2 separate regions of the Muntiacus reevesi genome follow, and region 1 is linked to region 2. A link is a contact called in public Hi-C data. All regions are on one chromosome and are shown on one strand. The core of a region is the stretch at or near the end of the contact, and the rest is flanking DNA. Distances in the headings are between cores, read along the strand shown.

Region 1 (4,161 bases), core at 633-3,132, 540 kb after region 2:
GCATTTTGTATGGTAGTCCTTTAAAAAAATCACTTCCACTGCCTTCTAAAACTTAAATCAACTTAAGAGATTTTGCCTCTTAAAATACTAGGTAATTTTCTGTATATTAGTAGAAATCTTGCTACCTATGCTTATAATCATGCTCTCAGCTTGAAAACGCAGGCTAATTTGATGTGGTAATCAGTCTCGAATTCCCTGGAGCACAGATTCTTATTAGCATTGTATGTCATGGAATTTACAGACAGCTTACCAGTGCTCTGTCCCTTTGAGCCTTCTGGTTTTCCTACTTTGAGAACCACAGTATTCCAAATGAGGATCTCTCACAACACTTCAAATATATAGCAACCTACTAACCATTAAAATACACCTGGAAATACATGTATGAAAGAATGATCTCTAATTTGGGTAGACTGAAAATGACTGTCAAAAGTCCTAATTCAGTGGCATATTTCAAACTTGAAAACACGGTTTCTGCCGTCTACTGCTTAAATAATTTTGCTGGGAAGAAACTCTTATAAATTTTTATGTGAAAACTCTCGTTTCACAGATGAGCAAACAGAGGCCCCGAAAAAAAAAAAACAATTTGTCCAAGGTCACGCCCAATATTAGTGCCCAAGTCAGACAAAAAACCTAACGGTTCCAATATTATGGACAACCCAGCTGCATCGCCTAGTACCCTATATTTCCCCCCTCTCGCTTTCACAACTGCACCCCCTCCTTTTTGGATGAAGTTGTTTTGTCTAACGGTCCTTCCCTTTTGCTTTCTGGCCTTAGGCTAGTAAACCCTCACACAAACCATTAATGAATAACACTGGGAGTCCACATCTGATGCGGTGACTTTCAAGGGCCTCTTCTTTGGCCGAAAATTTCGCTGAAGGGCTCTTAATCCCACATTCCGCCAGGGAAGGGAGGGGAGGGAGGAGGTCACTGGGAACTGACAAGTCCTTACATGTCCAGGCGCGCGCCCGGGACGCAGCCTGCAGGCCCCGGGAGGAAACCAAGGAAGGATATACTACGGCGAGAGGGAAGCACAGGGGCGGGAGAAAAACACCGCGGTGGGAAATCCCTGTGCACTGGATCTGCCAACCCCTGGCAAAGATGAGCAGAGCCAGGCGTGAATAAATCTCATTAACCGGCCGGGTGCAGACACTGCAGAACGACGGCGGAGGAGGAGGAGGAGGGGGCCCGGCGTCTCGCACGTTCGGGAGGGAGCGGCGGGGCGGCCCTTTTATAGGCCGAAGCCCGCGCTCGCGCGCCCCCGCCCCTCGCACCGCCCCTGGGCCACGCGCGAGGCCGCGGCGTTACCTGAGAAGGGCCGGCTGCGTCCGCCGCCCCCGCCTCCCGCGAGGCCGCGGCGGCACGAGATCTGCGCCTCGCCTCCTCCCCCCACCCCGCCCTACTCCCGCGGGCGGGTTTTCTTACCTTGTAAAAGGCCGTTTCCGCGGCTGCCCCCGCCTTCTCTGCAGGATGTGAAATGGCGGTCGGCGAAGCGAGCGCGATCGCCGCGGCTCCGGCCAATCCCGCCTAGCCGCCAAAAAACGACCCTGAACACTGGCGTCCCCCTCCCCGCCGGGCCCTCAGAGCCCATCCATGACATCGGTGCTCCACCGCCCCCTCCCTCCGCTGCCCCTCACCCCAGGTGGCCGTGCCCACCGGCCGAGTCATCGATTCCCCGTGCCCCGCGCGGGCCCGGCTCTCCCGCAGCCACCGCCCTCGCGGCGTGCCCGGGGGCGGGGGGAGAAAACACCTACTCGGCCCCCCGCTTGGGTGTCCCGCTCGGCTGCCCGCCCCGCTCCCTCCCTTTCCCGCCGTGTCCCCTCCCCCAACTACTCTTGGCCCTCCCTTCGCCCCACACGCTCACACACACACACACAACCCCTTCTCCCCTCCCCCAGTGGTTGCGTCCGTGACATCATCATCATGGCAACAAGAGCTGCAGCCGGGGACCGAGGAGCCCGTGTGATTCCCGGCGGCGGCGGCAGTGGCGGTAGCAGCAGCAGCAGCACCGACGAAAGCGCGAGGGCTTCTCCCCGGTTGCCCCTCGCCGGGTGCTCCTGAGGAGGCGGCGGCAGCAGTGCCCACGCCGCCCCGCCCGCCGCCGCGGCTCGCCGTGTCTGAGTGTGAGGGGAGGGGGCCGAGTCGCGGAGGGGAGGGGGCGCCGCCGCCGCCGCTGCTGTGGGGCCGCCGCTGCGGAAGGAACCGCCGCTGCTGCTGCCGTTGCCAGGTCGCTAGTGAAGAGGAGGTGGCGGCGGCGGCGGCAAACATGTTTTCAGTGAGGATAGTGACTGCCGACTACTACATGGCCAGCCCGCTGCAGGGACTGGATATCTGCCAATCCCCCCTCACCCAGGCCCCTGTCAAGAAGGTGCCGGTGGTGCGAATCTTCGGAGCGACCCCGGCAGGTAAGCGGGCGCGGGGCGCGGGCGGGAGCGGCGGGCGCCCGGGCAGCTCTCCCCGCCGCGCACTCGCGCGCACGCCGCCGGCGCCGGCCCTCTAGGCTGATCGCTGCCGCGTCTTCCCTCCCCTTCGCCCTCCTCGCCTTTTCCTCCCGAGCGTGACAAGAGGCGCAAAAATGTGGGTCCGCGCGAGCGTTCCGCCCCCTCTTCCCCCATCCAACCCCAGGCGGGGAGGCGGCGGGCGCCGAGTGTTTACACTGCGTGCGGCGGTCGGGAGCCCGGTCCGCACTCGGGGTCGCGCGGGCAGGCGGAGCGGGCGTCGCTCTCGCCCAGGAGGACTGGGTCAGGTGGCCGCGCCATGTCTTCCGTGAGCGGGCGCGCAGGGTCCCCCCTCTGAGGTGGGTGACTGGTGGGACCTCGGACACCCTCTGCGTCTCCCAAGTGCCCCTTGCTGGAAACGGCTTGAGGAGTAGGGAAGTGTCAGCTCTGTTGTCAGTCGCTCCTCGTCGCCTCTTCTTATCAGCGCTCTCCTCTGCCCCTTCTGGAGATGCTGTGGGCTGAAGAGTGGCGCCTGGGGCCAGATAATCTTTCTCATTGAGGTGACCATGTGGTTCTGCTGTGAGGGCAGGTCGTAACTCTGGAGTTTCAAGTAAAGCCTCGGAGTCTGGGGGCAGGGCTCCGTCCCCAGGTGCGTTGCTTTCAGGGAAGTGTGTATCCGCGGAAGTAGGAAATGCATGTTTATGTCGCCCAGTGTAAAACATCCCACTTCATAGCGTCAATTTCATAAGAACCACAGCTAAGCCCAGCAAGGCAAACATTAAAGCAATGTCTCTATGCTGGGTTGTAGGATTGCATTTTAAATACACGTACATTTAAGACAATACGCTTTTTAATACGCTGTTTTGTTTTCAAAAACTATTTCGAACAAGTGGGGTGGGGAGACAGAAGCTACGTTCTCAGAAGCTCTTGGGGATTTATGATAGTATAAGTAGGATAGTGGCCAGATTTGCAAGATTTTAAATTGCTTTGCTTTTCTACACGCTTTGAACTGCCTATGTGAAATAATGGAGCTGCCTCCTAGAAAGAGATGCTCTCTAGCTATGTACTGCCCTATGGGATTTTAGATAGCATTTCCCACTTGATGCTCCTTGCATCACCATTCATCTTATTACTACAGTCAGTTTTCCTGTGGGCTATCAAGATAATAGCACTTTCCAAACTCAAGCACTCATTCTAAGCAGTTATCTTTTAATGTGAATTCTCTTCGTTAAAAATTTCAGTGTTGTTAGTGAGATTTGATAGAATGGTATTTGATATTTCTTTTTAAAATAGTGACAAAGCTTTTGATGATATGGAGTTTTTAAGATGGGGCATTTGAATGCAGTTGAAAGTGTAACACCTGAAACTTAGAGGCTGGAGAATAGAGGCAATAAAATGTTTTGAAGGATAGATTTTCTGCCCTTTTAAGTATAGTGGTGCTGTCTTTATTTCTAATTGGAATTTCAGTGTAATATACTATTTTTTTCACTTCAGGTACAGAGGAAAACTAAGATAGTGATGTTGATATAACTCTCTTCAGCCACATTTTGAAATTATCAGGGGACGTGCTAATACTGTGGCATATACTAGGTATTACAATTTATATGGTTTGGGTTACTTTTCTACACATAATTCTTTTTTCTACACTAGTCATTAAATATGTATCGTTGAGTGATTTGCAGGCTTTGTTTTATAGACAAGTTTTGTTTGTGGAAAAAAAATTTCA
Region 2 (3,842 bases), core at 88-2,587:
CAGAACTACGCTTATCTTAGATAACATTCATTTATTTGATCTCTGAGCTTCAATCCTCCTCTGTACAACAGGATCAATAATATCCACTTTGCAAGGTTATTTTGAGTTATTATCTAATCACTAAAGTGTGAAGCACAGTTCTTGGCACATATTAGATTTTCTATACATGGTAGGTACTATCAACCCCTTCAAAACTTCAGACCCTTAACTTTGCCATTAAGCATAATATTTTCTTGTTGCTCTATCTATAACCTCTTCTTGTTTTTTTATTTTGAGCACATCTCTCTCTGTTGGAAGACTTGCTGCTTAGGGATATACTGTAGTTCTCAATCTACAAAAGTGGCAGACTTTTTCCTGAAGGGCAGTGGACGAGGCAATAGACAGCCCTATCTAACTCCTACTGGGGAAAAGCATCTCTCCATCCGTCCACATAATGGTACCACTGACATTCTTGTCATGACCCTTTTAAGATCTTAAATCTCTCCATATATAACAATTCTAACACATCCCTGCCCCGTTTTCTAAAATACATCTGCTGCTTAACTACCTCAAATTAACTCACACACACATCCCTGTATTCTAAAACACCAGGTTTCAAAAGCTCTGTCCTCTGAGCTAGCAAAAACCTCCACCATGTAGATAAATCCATAATATAAGCCACCCCAATTCAATCGTCTCAATTAAAAAAAAAAAAAAATGCTAAAGCAAAGAATCGCTCATATTGAATTAAACTTCCCTTTGGTCTGCTGCTCAAAATATTTAAAAACCCTGTGGACTGATTCTGTCTCATGAAAAGTGGAAAACACACGGGTTAAGAAAAGACAAAAAAAAATAGAATGTTTTAAAAATATGAAGTGTTTGCTCCGAAGCGTTCTCAAACAGCACAGGCTTAGCTGAAGAGAGCCGTCAGGGTCACTTTTTCCAGGACTTCTGTGCAGTCCGCCCGCCTGGCGCCGGCAGACGGCACGGCCACCCACCCCGCCCGCAGGGCAGCCAGCTCCCGGCAGACTCCAGTTAAAAGAAGGGAAAAAATACATTTTATGAAAACCTGGGAGCTGTTCAAACATATCCGAAGCAGGATTAAGTGCCCTACCCCGAAAGGGAGCGACGTTTTCCACTCTCCCCCGAAGCTAATGAATTAAAACAGGACTTGATTAGAAGATCATGGCTCCCTACTCGTCTGGAGGTATTTCCACAAGGAGCGCACCCCTCCACGTCCCCCATCTTCTCTTCCTTTTTGATTTCTGACCTGAGGAAGTGAGGGCCCCCGCAGCCCCCGGGGGGACGTACCTGCCACAGCGCGGCCAGGAGAAGCGTGGAGAGCAGCGGCCCCCGCATGGCCCCGGGCCGGCCTCGGGCCGGAGATGCTGAGATGCTGCGAGGCCCGCGCACAAAGCTCTGCTCTGTCTCCTGGAGGAAGGACCCACGCCTCCACCGCCCAGCTCCCGACTTTGTGCTCCAGCTCTCAGGCTCTGCTTTCGCTTTCCCAGATCCCTTTTAATAGCCTGTTTACTTTCAGGCGACCCTTCTCATATTTACCTTCGCGGTGGCCTGGAGCGCGCTCCTCCCGGGACGGAGAGGGGCAGACCAAGGGTGACTTCTGCTTGAAGGAACTGTTGTTCTTCCCGCTCCAGGAGCAGCCTTGAGCAAAACGGTGATATTAGACGGGTTACCCGCCGTAACCCTCAGCCTGTCCTCTGGGTTTGCCGCCCCAGGCCATCTATTTGCTACTTGCTTGTTCTCCCCGGGCCTCAAAACACAGGAGACAAGTCTGGCCTCTGACCACCCCATCACAGCCCGCCACTGCCCAGCTGTAACAGGCTCGCCCCACCTTCCCTCACTCTGCAGCTTCTTACCACAGTGCCCGGTGCTTACCTCTGTGACAGCACGTTTCTCCTAGCAGGTGGATTAGGTTTGGAAATGCTGTAGATGGAACCCAGGTGGACACCTACCATCTGGGGCCCAAGAGAAGCCGCTTTTTGCGGCCACAGCCCCATGACAGACAAGAGTGAAGTTAACCCCAATCTTTTAGGGCCAAGACAAAACAGTTACACTAGTGGCAATCAATTCATTTAACAAATCAAGATTTTTTTTTAAAGTCATTATAGATTTGTACACCCCTTCCCTTCTAATTCCCACCTCCCCAGCGTGTGTGGTCACCAGCCCATCTCCTCCCATGTCCAGTGGTTTGTGGCTTTTTTACCCAACTTTCAACTCTAGTCTCTGTCTGTGCATCTTGGGGTGCACCTACAATGGGGTTTTGTCTTCTTGTGGATCCAGTGTCTGGCCCATCTTCCTGCCCCCATTCTAGGGCCAATTTCTATTCCCTGTGACCTGTCACCTGTCTTCGATTTACTTGTCACCTCTCCTGGGCTCACTGCTCGCCTCTCTTTCTGTGTATAAAGACACAGTGACGGAAGGTTGGAGACCTGGAAAAAACTGGGCTTCCTGCCAACAACAAGGACTCTGGGGTCCTCAGAGAGCCAGGGACTCCATAAAATGTGCAAACATACCCCACATGGCTTACTAAGTAGTCAATTACACCATAATCACACACACACCAAACAAGGAATACCCAGCCTAGGTATGATGTCAACTCCTCACCTTCCTGCCTGAGAAACAGTGTAAAATCTGTGTAACAGGGAAAAACCTTCGTATTCTATTACAAGTTAATCACCAAAGGGATGTTGCCTATAAGCTAAAATTAAACATCATGGCTCATCTCTGGGAACCCTGCCTCCCAGGTAATGAAAGTAAAGTTATATCAATAAAATACCTTTGTTTAGCTCACAGGAAATACCCGCAACCAGACCCTCCTGTGAATAACCGCAGGAAGGAAGAAATTAACACATCCCCTCTGGAGGCTGACAGATCAGGAAATGTTTGACTTTCCTCCCTTCCCTTTTATTATAAAATAAGCCTGAATTCTAACTCTGGGAAGATAGTTCTTTGGGGCACGGTTCCACCATCTTCTTGGCTTGCTGACTTTCCAAATAAAGTTATGTTCCTTGCCCAAAGAATTCATCTCTTGATTGATTGGCCTGTCATACAGGGAGCAGCAGTATAAGCTTGGTCTCCCTAACATCTGAAAACAGCCTAATTAAGGAAGATGGGTCTGTGTTAGTCCAAAATGATCCATTATTTTCATGTCTCTGGTTTAACACCATCTGATCTTTGGGTTCCCAGCCTCAGGGATTCATGCCCCACAGTGGTCATGAGAAAGGATCATCTCTTATTTCCTCACTGGTTCATCGAAGGCAGAAGAATCTAAGCCCGGGATTAGCATATTCATGAACAACATCCCTCCTGTTCTGAATGTGATACTGCACCTATCTGTTCAGTGTTTGCACTTAAGGAGGTTCGTGCTCCTTCCACACGTTCTCTGTAAATGCTGGCAGCAGTAGCCATTCTTCTGGAAATGACTTCCCTCCCTCTGCAGTCTCTCTGCCACGGGGCAGGGGCAGGGGTCAAACTCCCATCCTTGGCTCTTGGTAGGAAAGGAGAATCTTAGTTGAGAACGAACTTGTGAGTCCTCTCCCCCACTGTACAAGATGGAGGGGCTCTGGGCTACTCACTGCGGCTTGTGTTTAGACATCTCCAGCCACGGGTGTGCTTCTATCTAACAACTTCAAGCCCACTGTGGATGATGGACTGAATGAACACAACTTTTCTGCCATCTTCTACTTTGGACACCAAGAGCCATCATGGCGTGTGTCTTGCTCTGAGCACATTCCTCTGTCATCTCATTTAACAAAATGCTAATCTGCCTAGGCGTCCATTTCACATGTGTTCACTTTGTGATGTCCTGTCAAATAGACATGTACATTGAGCATAACTAATAT

The links. A called contact is a pair of places that touch in the nucleus more often than the background predicts.
Region 1: a contact with region 2 is called in a Hi-C map of blood, with 2.5 times the contacts expected there. The contact joins the promoter of REV3L here to the promoter of CCN6 in region 2. A contact is called at or near these places in 2 of 3 Hi-C or Micro-C datasets (blood and muscle).

The regions. Positions count from the first base shown.
Region 1 is chr19:36,730,967-36,735,127 of mMunRee1.1, forward strand. It overlaps REV3L (REV3 like, DNA directed polymerase zeta catalytic subunit), which reads left to right and starts at 1,883. Exons shown (of 32, transcript XM_065911638.1): 1 at 1,883-2,402. The coding sequence starts at 2,264. It overlaps LOC136150844 (a long non-coding RNA gene), which reads right to left and starts at 1,388. Exons shown (of 4, transcript XR_010659941.1): 1 at 1,306-1,388.
Region 2 is chr19:36,195,718-36,199,559 of mMunRee1.1, forward strand. It overlaps CCN6 (cellular communication network factor 6), which reads right to left and starts at 1,338. Exons shown (of 5, transcript XM_065911518.1): 1 at 1,291-1,338. The coding sequence starts at 1,338.